Regions from separate parts of the Mus musculus genome. Here region 2 is linked to region 1. Evidence: chromatin contacts called from public promoter capture Hi-C data. All regions are on one chromosome and are shown on one strand. Each heading gives the region's core, a stretch centred on a gene start, on an enhancer-like site or on the middle of the called end of the contact. The rest is flanking DNA. Distances are from core to core; before and after follow the strand shown. Region 1 holds the start of E130309D02Rik (RIKEN cDNA E130309D02 gene). Region 2 overlaps Rnf216 (ring finger protein 216).

What was found. Promoter capture Hi-C pulls out the DNA fragments that hold promoters and counts their contacts.
Region 2: a promoter capture Hi-C map of trophoblast stem cells shows a contact between it and region 1, with 2.5 times the contacts expected there. The contact joins the enhancer-like site here to the promoter of E130309D02Rik in region 1. A contact is called at or near these places in 15 of 39 promoter capture datasets (the 3T3-L1 cell line, 3T3-L1-derived adipocytes, the HPC-7 cell line and 10 more), 3 of 484 Hi-C or Micro-C datasets (the G1E-ER4 cell line, cortical neurons and embryonic stem cells), 3 of 115 datasets of contacts at active chromatin or transcription factors (bone marrow-derived macrophages, extraembryonic endoderm stem cells and vascular smooth muscle cells) and 2 of 9 other capture datasets (adipose tissue and pancreatic islet).

Annotation. Positions count from the first base shown.
Region 1 is chr5:143,312,551-143,317,190 of GRCm38.p6, reverse strand. It overlaps E130309D02Rik (RIKEN cDNA E130309D02 gene), which reads left to right and starts at 1,831. Exons shown (of 6, transcript NM_172726.4): 1 at 1,831-2,288; 2 at 2,792-3,013. The coding sequence starts at 2,097. Zdhhc4 (zinc finger, DHHC domain containing 4) reads left to right here. Exons shown (of 8, transcript NM_028379.5): 8 at 359-702. The coding sequence ends at 649.
Region 2 is chr5:143,064,199-143,068,531 of GRCm38.p6, reverse strand. Rnf216 (ring finger protein 216) reads left to right here. Exons shown (of 17, transcript NM_080561.4): 13 at 137-215. It overlaps Gm43380 (a long non-coding RNA gene), which reads right to left. Exons shown (of 3, transcript XR_003955828.1): 3 at 210-1,746. Among named protein-coding and RNA genes, the nearest start is that of Gm43380, 27 kb to the right of the region's middle. Within about 2 kb of position 1,856, at least 46 of the 459 cell types and tissues checked have an H3K27ac peak or open chromatin away from gene starts, as enhancers often do. A contact at or near this core is called in the G1E-ER4 cell line, adipose tissue and bone marrow-derived macrophages, where this site is marked.

The DNA of each region.
Region 1 (4,640 bases), core at 582-3,081:
ATGCCTGGGCTGCCTGCCTGTGTCTGTGTTGACTGTGACTCAGATCTATGTTCCAAGGGTCAGATTTGAGGCAACTGAAGTGCATATGTGTGTGTATCTGTGTGCTTGCACTTGTGCAATACATGCATGTGACAGACAGACAGGGAGACAGACAGAGACAGAGAAAGAGAAATAGGGAATTTTGAGTGTGGGGCCTCATGAATGCTGGGGCATTGGCACATTTTTCAGCTGTATATACTGCCTGGTGGGTCAGATCTGATGCAGAAGGTCAGCTGAGTGATGAGTCTGCACCACAGGGTCAGGGCTGGTGCTCAGGCATTGAAGGCTATTTGCTAACACTCTGGTTTTCTGCCCACAGCATCTGTTCCTGGCATTTCCAAGGATTGTCTTCCTACTGGGCTTTGTCATCGTTTTGAGCATGCTCCTGGCTGGCTACTTGTGCTTTGCTCTGTACCTGGCTGCCACCAACCAGACCACAAATGAATGGTATAAAGGCGACTGGGCCTGGTGCCAGCGCTGGCCTCTGGTGGCTTGGTCCCCATCAGCTGAGCCCCGGATCCACCAGAACATTCACTCCCACGGGTTTAGGAGCAACCTTCGAGAGATCTTTCTACCTGCTACCCCCAGTTACAAGAAAAAGGAGAAATAGAGCGGAAGTGCCCTGCCTTTTAAATACAGTGCACACCTATTTGTACACATGGATATTTGTTTTCTCATCATTGTCTGTGTTGGTTTCTGCTGTGTGGGCGTGAGTGGGCTTTAGTGGGGAAAAAGAGATGGGAAGCTAGGCTTGCTGAGTTCTCGTGTCTCCCAGGGCAGATTTCCCTCCTGCCTATATTCTGCTAGATCCAGTAACTTCTGAGGTCCTAGTGTGAGAAGGGTCAAGAGATGTCCAAGGCTCTGGGTGACAAGGAGGCCTTTGCCTCTTTCACTGCACCCTTGGGCGCCTGAACTAGGACCATAAAGTCTGTTCCCTGATGTACAAGAGAGTCTCTGGGCTGTGCCCAGCTGCACTCTCTCCCTGGTCTGTTCTTTCCCAGGCAGGGGCCCTTTATCATCTTAACTAAATCCTCTCAGCCATAGGCCTCTTAGTCATTGTATTTGTGAGCCACACGCAAGACTTTTCCATTCTGTTTAAAATCTCTACTCCCCGATGGGCGGTGGTGGTGCACACCTTTGATCACAGTACTCAGGAGGCAGAGGAACGTGGATCTCTGAGTTTGAGACCAGCCTGGTCTACACAGTGAGTTACAGGACAGCCAGGGTTACACTGAGTACCCCTGACTCGAAAAACCAAAAGAAAAAAAAAAATCTCCAGTCTTCATTAACAGCTAGTTTAGTATAAATTGTAAATAAACCATCGCCCATAGATTGTATAGAAATCTTGAGCTGGGGAGTGGGAGTGTTGTAGGGTGGGAGGGTTTTCAGGAACAGGGAGCACGTGGGCTAAACCTTGTACTAAGATTCCCATAGTCCTCCTGGGCTGGGCTAGAGCATAGCAGTTAAGAGGGTCCAGGAGTCAGGAGAGAATTTGGAAACACTGACCCTGGAACAGAAGGATCAGGGCGTGGGGGTGCTTACAAGCATCATTTGTCCTAGTAGTCGCCCCACTCCCGGGGGCGATCAGAGCACGTCCTGGTTGGAGGGGAGCATGAGAAGGCTTGGGTGCGTGGTGCCGGCTCAGAACACCTCCGAGTGTCTGATAATCAAACACCTCTGAAGCCGGAGAAACTCTTGCGAAGACGGCGGGGCGGGGCCTCGTGCTTGCCCGTGCGGGCTTCACCGCCAGGGGGCGCCCACGAGAGCGCGCGGCCGCAGCCCGAGCTTGGCCCCTGCGGGCCGCCGTCGCCATTCAGCCGCCGGTTCGGCCGAGCGGCGTCGGCTCCCGCGGCTCTGGGCGGCGCCGCAGTCGGACCCCAGGATACTCGCTGGCCCGTGGCGGCGGCGGCAGCGGCGACGATGGTCCCCTGAGCGGGTTGGCGCCTGTTAGAGGCGGGCGGGCGCCGCGACCCTGCCCGCGTCGGGGCCCAGGCCGGTCGCGCCTCTTTGTCTCCGGGCGGAAGTAGGACTCGCGGCGGGGACAGGGCGGCCGCACCATGAGCGACATCCGCCACTCGCTGCTGCGGCGCGACGCGCTGAGCGCCGCCAAGGAGGTGCTGTACCACCTGGACATCTACTTCAGCAGCCAGCTGCAGAGCGCGCCGTTGCCCATCGTGGACAAGGGCTCCGTGGAGCTGCTGGAGGAGTTCGTGTTCCAAGTGCCCAAGGAGCGCGGCGCGCAGCCCAAGGTGCCCGCCCCGGCCGTGCCCTCGCTCGGTGACAGGAGCTCGCCCCGAGGTCTCGCTCCTCTTTCCGCTCCCCCGGCCTTGCAGTCCAGCGGCGTTGCTCAGCCGCGTGCCCGTTTCGCAGGCGTGTGACAGTCGCCCACCAATGAATGATCCGGGGTGGTGGCTTTGTGAACTGGCTACTTAACATCCCTCTGGGATGTCGCTTAACTAGATGCAGGGTTTTTTCCTTTGCTTATTCATAGAGTTAAGCCCCCCCGGGCTTAGGCTTCTGAAGGGTGAAAAAAATACACCCTGGGAAAAAGAATAGATCTGTTTTCCTTTTTCAAACACTGTCTTTCTGTGTACCATGTATCTCGGGCCAGCCTGAAACTCATTATCGGCTAGACTCAGCCTCGTGTGCGCTGGGATTCTAAGCATCCACTTCCCTAATCTCTTAGGGTGGGAGCTAAGGGGCAGGTGGAGGCCCTCTTCTCACAGCTTCTCTTCCGGGTTTGTTTTTACAGAGACTGAATTCCCTCCAGGAGCTCCAGCTTCTTGAAATCATGTGCAGTTACTTCCAGGAGCAAAGCAAGGACTCTGTGCGGCAGATCATTTTCTCCTCCCTTTTCAGCCCCCAAGGGAACAAAGCCGACGACAGCCGAATGAGCTTGTTGGGAAAGCTGGTCTCCATGGCCGTGGCCGTGTGTCGGATCCCCGTGTTGGAATGTGCGGCCTCCTGGCTCCAGGTACTGCTCTCGAAATAGCGTCTCCCACAGTCTCCGTAGACAGGATAACAAGAGTTTGGATGTTCGTAGAGGTCTTTTACACGTGCGTGATGTCATCGATCATCCCTGCCTGGGTGCTACACCCAGTCCCGTTTTTTTTATGGAGCAAACATTTTTTTTGTTTCTTTGATTGACTTTTTTTTTTTGAAAAAAGAATTTGGTATGTAGCCCAAGCTGAATTCAACCCTCATGACCCTTCTACCTGAGTCTCTTGAGGATTATAGGGTCCACGTGTCTGGCTCTGGAATTGTAGCCTTCTTGTACACAAAGTAGTAAAATTAGGATTTGTTTCATTTTGAAACAGGTTCTGATTATGTAGCCTGGGCTGTCCTGGATCTCAAAATGTAGACCAGGCTGGCCTTGAACTCAACCCAGACCAGGTGTCTCTGCCTCCCTAGCATTTGCTATTAAAGGTGTATGCCATCACACCCAGCTTACTTTTAGTATTACTGTGCATGTGTGATGTGTGTGTGGTTGCCTGTGCCACAGCACATCTGGAGAGGCCTGAGGACAGCTGTGTGAAGTCGGGTCACTACTGTCACCTTTTTTTGAGACAGGGTTTCTCTGTGTAGCACTGGCTGTCCTGTAACTCACTGTGTAGACCAGGCTGGCCTTGAACTCAGTAATCCGCCTGCCTCTGCCTCCCGAGTGCTGGGATTAAAGGTATGCGCCACCGCCACCTGGCTTCCTTGGCTCCTTTTCATCTTAAATTTGTAAAATTATTTGTTAATGTGGAACTGTTTTGCGTGGGGATGTTGTGTCTGTGTACCACCTGTATGCTGCTGCTCACACTGTGGAGGCTGGAAGCGGAGCGGGCTTTCGATCCCTGCAACTAGAGTTACAAATGGTTGTGAGCCACCATGTGGGTGCTAGGAATCGAATTTGGGTCCTCTGGGAGAGCAGCCAGTGCCCCTAACTACTGAGCTGCCTGTCTAGCCCCCTACTTCTTTTGTCCTTATGCTGTTACAGAGCTTTCTCTCAGGTTGTCGGGCTTGCAAGGCAAGAGCTTAACTGGCTGAATCCTCCACCATCCCCCACCATCCCCCACCATCCCCCACCATCCTCCACCATCCCCCACCAACCATCCCCCACCATCCTCCCAGTTTGCGTCTTACTGTATGGCCTCGATTGGCATGGAATTCACTCTGTAGACCAGGCTGGCCTCTAACTCACAAAGATTTGCCATCCTTGGCCTCCCCAGATTAAAGGTGTGTGACACCACACCCAGCCTTAAATTAATTTTTTGATAAACAAAACAAAAAGGCCTCATCTTCAGAATAAATGGAAAATCTATTTCTCAGGCAAAATGATTGGATTTTTAAAACAGTATGCGGAGGGAAGGAGAGATGGCTTAGGAGTTAAGAGACTTGTTCACACAAAGGACCCAAATCCAGTTCTTAGAGCACCCATATCCTGCTCCCAAGTGCCTATAACTCCAGCTCCCGGGAATCCCTTCCCCCTGTTCTCCTTGAATGCCTTTACGCACATGTATGGGTCTACTCAAACAGACACACGGGGCTACACACCATGAAAAGTAAAATCTTAAGAAAAACAAGTTTAACTATGTAGCTTAGGCCAGCCTACAACC
Region 2 (4,333 bases), core at 607-3,106, 250 kb after region 1:
AGCTCAGTCTAGGCTGTAGTGATAATTAAGGAATACAAAGCACTGTCTGCCATGCTTAATCCTCCATCTTGGTAGCACAATCCCAGGAGACCCACCTTTAAACATCTTGAGTGATGCCGCTTTCCTGTTGCTCCAGGTGCCCCTCCTGCAGCTTCCCTGCTCTGTTGGACAGCGATGTGAAGAGGTTCAGCTGCCCCAACCCACGCTGCCGAAAGGTACGGAGGACAGTGGTTTGTGTTTCTAGCACCTTGCTTGAGTTTGGCTTGCACTATGCAGGTGGCCTGTGTAGGCTGATGCATGAGAATAGTTTGCCTCTTCCATTCATGAAGCAAGAGAAGGTTGGTGATGGCAGTTGGCATAGTTACAGAGATGAAATTACTTGTGGAAATCCAATTGCAAAGTTCAGGATTTCTCGTCTATGTCATTTTATAAAGACAGGTGCTGTGAAAATGTGTCTTCTTCTGCTGTGTCGTATATTTTGCTTGCTCTTTTCCCTGTCCTGTACTCAAATACAGCACATACACACCTGTAAGTTAGGGAAAATCTGTATGGACATATAGAATTCTGTAATAAGGTAGTTATACATAAGTCAATTAATATAGAATTTGAAAGGCAAAAAACGTAAAAACTCTTCAAAAGTACTAATGGATTCACAACGTGTAAGAAGTGGCAGGTTTTCCCTGACTGAATCTGCATTTCATAACTACCAGGACCCCTTTGCCATCAGCCGCTGGCTCCACTCCGACAGTCTTGCAGTGAATTAGCCCGTTGTAGGGGAAGGAGTTTCAGTTTATTTGGCTCTGTGCTGTACGTCTGCTTATACCTCTTAATCAAGAAACTGGAGCAGTTCCGAATGACCATCCATTGCAGATGCAGGGACGTGGCGGCCAGAGACCTCATGTGCAATTTCTTAAGTAACCAGATGCAAGTAGCAAGAACTGAACAGCAATTGCCAGGTCTAGGCCTAGGGAAAATAGGAGTTACTAGGCAGTGAGCACTTTGAATCAGGCCAGATGAAAAGTTCTTTATCTGTTTATACAACTTTATAACTGCTTATAGCTAGCAGTTCATAATGCACTGCACATCATGTGTTCTCAGCTTTTGCAAAGGACAGGGCATTTAGTTCACTTTGTGTTCTCCTGCTAAGATGGACACACGCCATGATGGAGAAATGGCTCTGTTGCTACTAAGCTTCAGGTTTGTCTCAGCAGCAGCTTCAGACCCCAAGGGTCAGAGCTGGCTGGACATCTAGAGAAGAGGAGCGGGCTTAGAGTGAGGCCGGGTCAGGCCATGTAGTTGGAAACGGAATGTGAATAAGGCAAGGTGCAGGAGAGTCCTTTGCTTCCATCCACTGCTTCCATCCACTGCATCAATGATTTAATGGGAATATGGAGGGTTTCAGCAGGAAAAAAAACAAGTGCCAACTGTGTGTTTGCCTGGTGCCTTCCAGTACAGTTCTCAGTGCACACTTGCGAAGTGACTAAGTCACCCATTCTAAAGAGACTGAGGCTGGAGAAGGATCGTGGAGTCTGGAGTTTGATGCAGTAGGGAGATGGTTACTGTGCAAATGTTGGGTGGTTCTCAGAGCTTCCATTTGCTCATTCATCTTATTTACAGTATCCACAGTGAAGAGATGTAGCACAGGATATTATAGCTTCCAGGACCATCTGTTTCAAAATTTAACCTTTACCTATAGATAAAGGCACTCATGCTCTAGGTTCTTTTTCTGCTCTTGGAGGAAAGTGTCTGTGGGAGATAAGATAAAAACCAAACCTATAATACAATGCAGAGAGGCATCTGTACGAAGCTGTTTTGTGTGAACTATGGAATAAGCTGCCACTAGATGGCACTAGCATTCCACAAGAAAAGTGCCCTCTCCCCCTTGGGTATTTCCAAAGTAGATGTGTCAGCACAACTGTCTTGTAAGCAGAATGGACAAAATTCTTTGAGGTTAGTGCTAAAGCAAACTACTGTGTGCATTCAGATTTAATGGCAGAGATGGTTGTGCTGTGAGGACATCTGCCTTTTCCTTTGTACTTGCCCCAGTGTGGCGCCCTTTCTCTTCAACAAGATGGTGGAACTGACAGTTAATCCTGGAGGATTTTGTATAAAAAGTGAGCCATGAGCTAATTTTGTCCTATGTAAGACCAAAGGCATCTGCTTTCTCACTGCAGTGTTTGCCAGGAAGCTACACTCAAGTTAGAGTTTCAGGAACCTGTCACTCTGAGATAAGGCTTTGATAGTGGTGCATTATCTGGGAAAGACTTGGTGCCCAGAATCCCTGAAGACTGAGACTTAAGACTGTCCTATAAAATAGGCAGGCTCTCATGGATGTGATGGAGTGTGTATCCAGACCTTCATTTCTCTGGTACACTCTGACATAAAGAATTCATCAACTTGACTCAGCATGTTGCTTTTAACAGTGGTTAAGTATGTTTGATATGGAGTGGAAGAAGGTATATTTTGGCAGGTTCTGAGATGGTTTCCAATATTCTATGGAATACTTTTTCCGTAGGTTCAAACATTTCCCTGTTGAATCTTTCTACCCTCTTAAATATACAAGTCTGCTTCTTATTCCACAGTACACATAGAGCTTTTTCAATGTGGAAAATTAGAAAAATTCTAGTAATGAGGTATAGATTTACCAGTGCACAGTAAGCAAGTACTAAGGAAGGAAAGATGGCCAGTGTAAAGAGTTGTATGAAAATAACATGAAGAAAATCTTGTTTGGATTCTTTCTGTGGACACTGAATGTCTATCGGTTGTGTAATCAGTCACCCATCTCTGCCCAGGATCACTTGAGTTTGGCTTATTCGTCAGTTTCCACCTACATACCCTCTTCCATGCTTGTCTTTCTTACAGTTGTCAGGTCCTGTGACAGCCTCTGTAGCCTTCAATGCTCATAACTCAGAGTCTGTGAAATATTACCAAAATTTACGTCTGCAGTAAACCAGTTTGTTGTTTAAAAAAAAACAAAAAACAAAACCAGCAATCTGCAGCTGCCTGCTGTAGCTGAGTGGCTATGTGAAGAGAATGTAAATTATCCAGCTGTCATTGCCAAGACAACTCTCCAGCTGTGGCACCAGGCCATTGCCACTTACTGGCCACGTACTAATTGGGGAACCTAGCTAGTCTGCTGACTCCTGGACTAAACCAAGCCTTCACATTATCCAGAGATGATGAAGCTTGGCCTTCATGCTCCTTCTGTCAGGGAGGACCTTTAAATCAGGAAGTTACAGTGACAAGAGCCAAAAGTCTTGGTGACAAAAGATTCTGAAGCCTGTAGGTGAGGGCTCACTTACTGGAATAAAGTCCATACTCCATTATTGGAGTCAGAAAGGGAGGAGTTAGAATAAGAAGTCCTTGTTATGAATGTGGTCTGTTCTTCCTGCAGTTTCCAGAGAGGTCGTAGTGAAGAGCTTCAGGTCTCCGGTGCTGTGGTGTTGCTGAGCTTTCTGTGTGTCCATTAGGGATGGAACAGAGCCCTTGACTCACCACTGGTCACTACAGAGAGACTGTGCTAAGTGGACACTGAAGCTTGACACCAGGTGATGTACAGTAGTAGAGCTAGAAACCCGAAGGAAAGCCCCAGGGCATCCCAAGGCCATAACTGGAAGCTGTCCTTCCATCAGACAGCAACAGTTAGTGCAAGTCCCACACTAGCAAAGGGCTTCAGAGTTGCACTGGTTTTGCTCAAATATTTCTGTCAAATTCCACTTTTACATTTCCTGTAGCAGGGGTTAGAAAAGCAGCTCAGTAGTTAACAGCACTTGCTGATCTTGCAGAGGGCCTGGCTTCAGTTCCTGATACAGTTTTGAACTGCCCTTAATTCCAATCTTAGTGATCTAGTGCTGCCTTCTGGCCTCCATAGGCACCAAGCACACACACAGTACACATGCATATATTGCAGGCAAGATACTTATATGCATACAGTAAAAATTAGTCTTAAAAATTTCTGTCAGAACAGCACCATACATCTGTTCTTCATGGGTTTCTTGACCCTGGAATGATTTTTTTTTTAAAGATGGATTCATTGATTGAAATGATTGATTATATGTGTGTACATTGTAGCTGTCTTCAGACACTCCAGAAGAGGGCATCAGATTTTTGTTACGGCTGGTTGTGAGCCACCATGTGGTTGCTGGGATTTGAACTCAGGACCTTTGGAAGAGCAGTCAGTGCTCTTAACCGCTGAGCCATCTCACTAGCCCCCTGGAATGATATTTGACAATTACACAGGCATGTCTGCTAACTGTACATGCCATCCTAGTCCTGGGACGAACCAGAGAACAGGTGTGTGTGTTTCCAAGAGTAAAAAATGCACCAGTGGCTA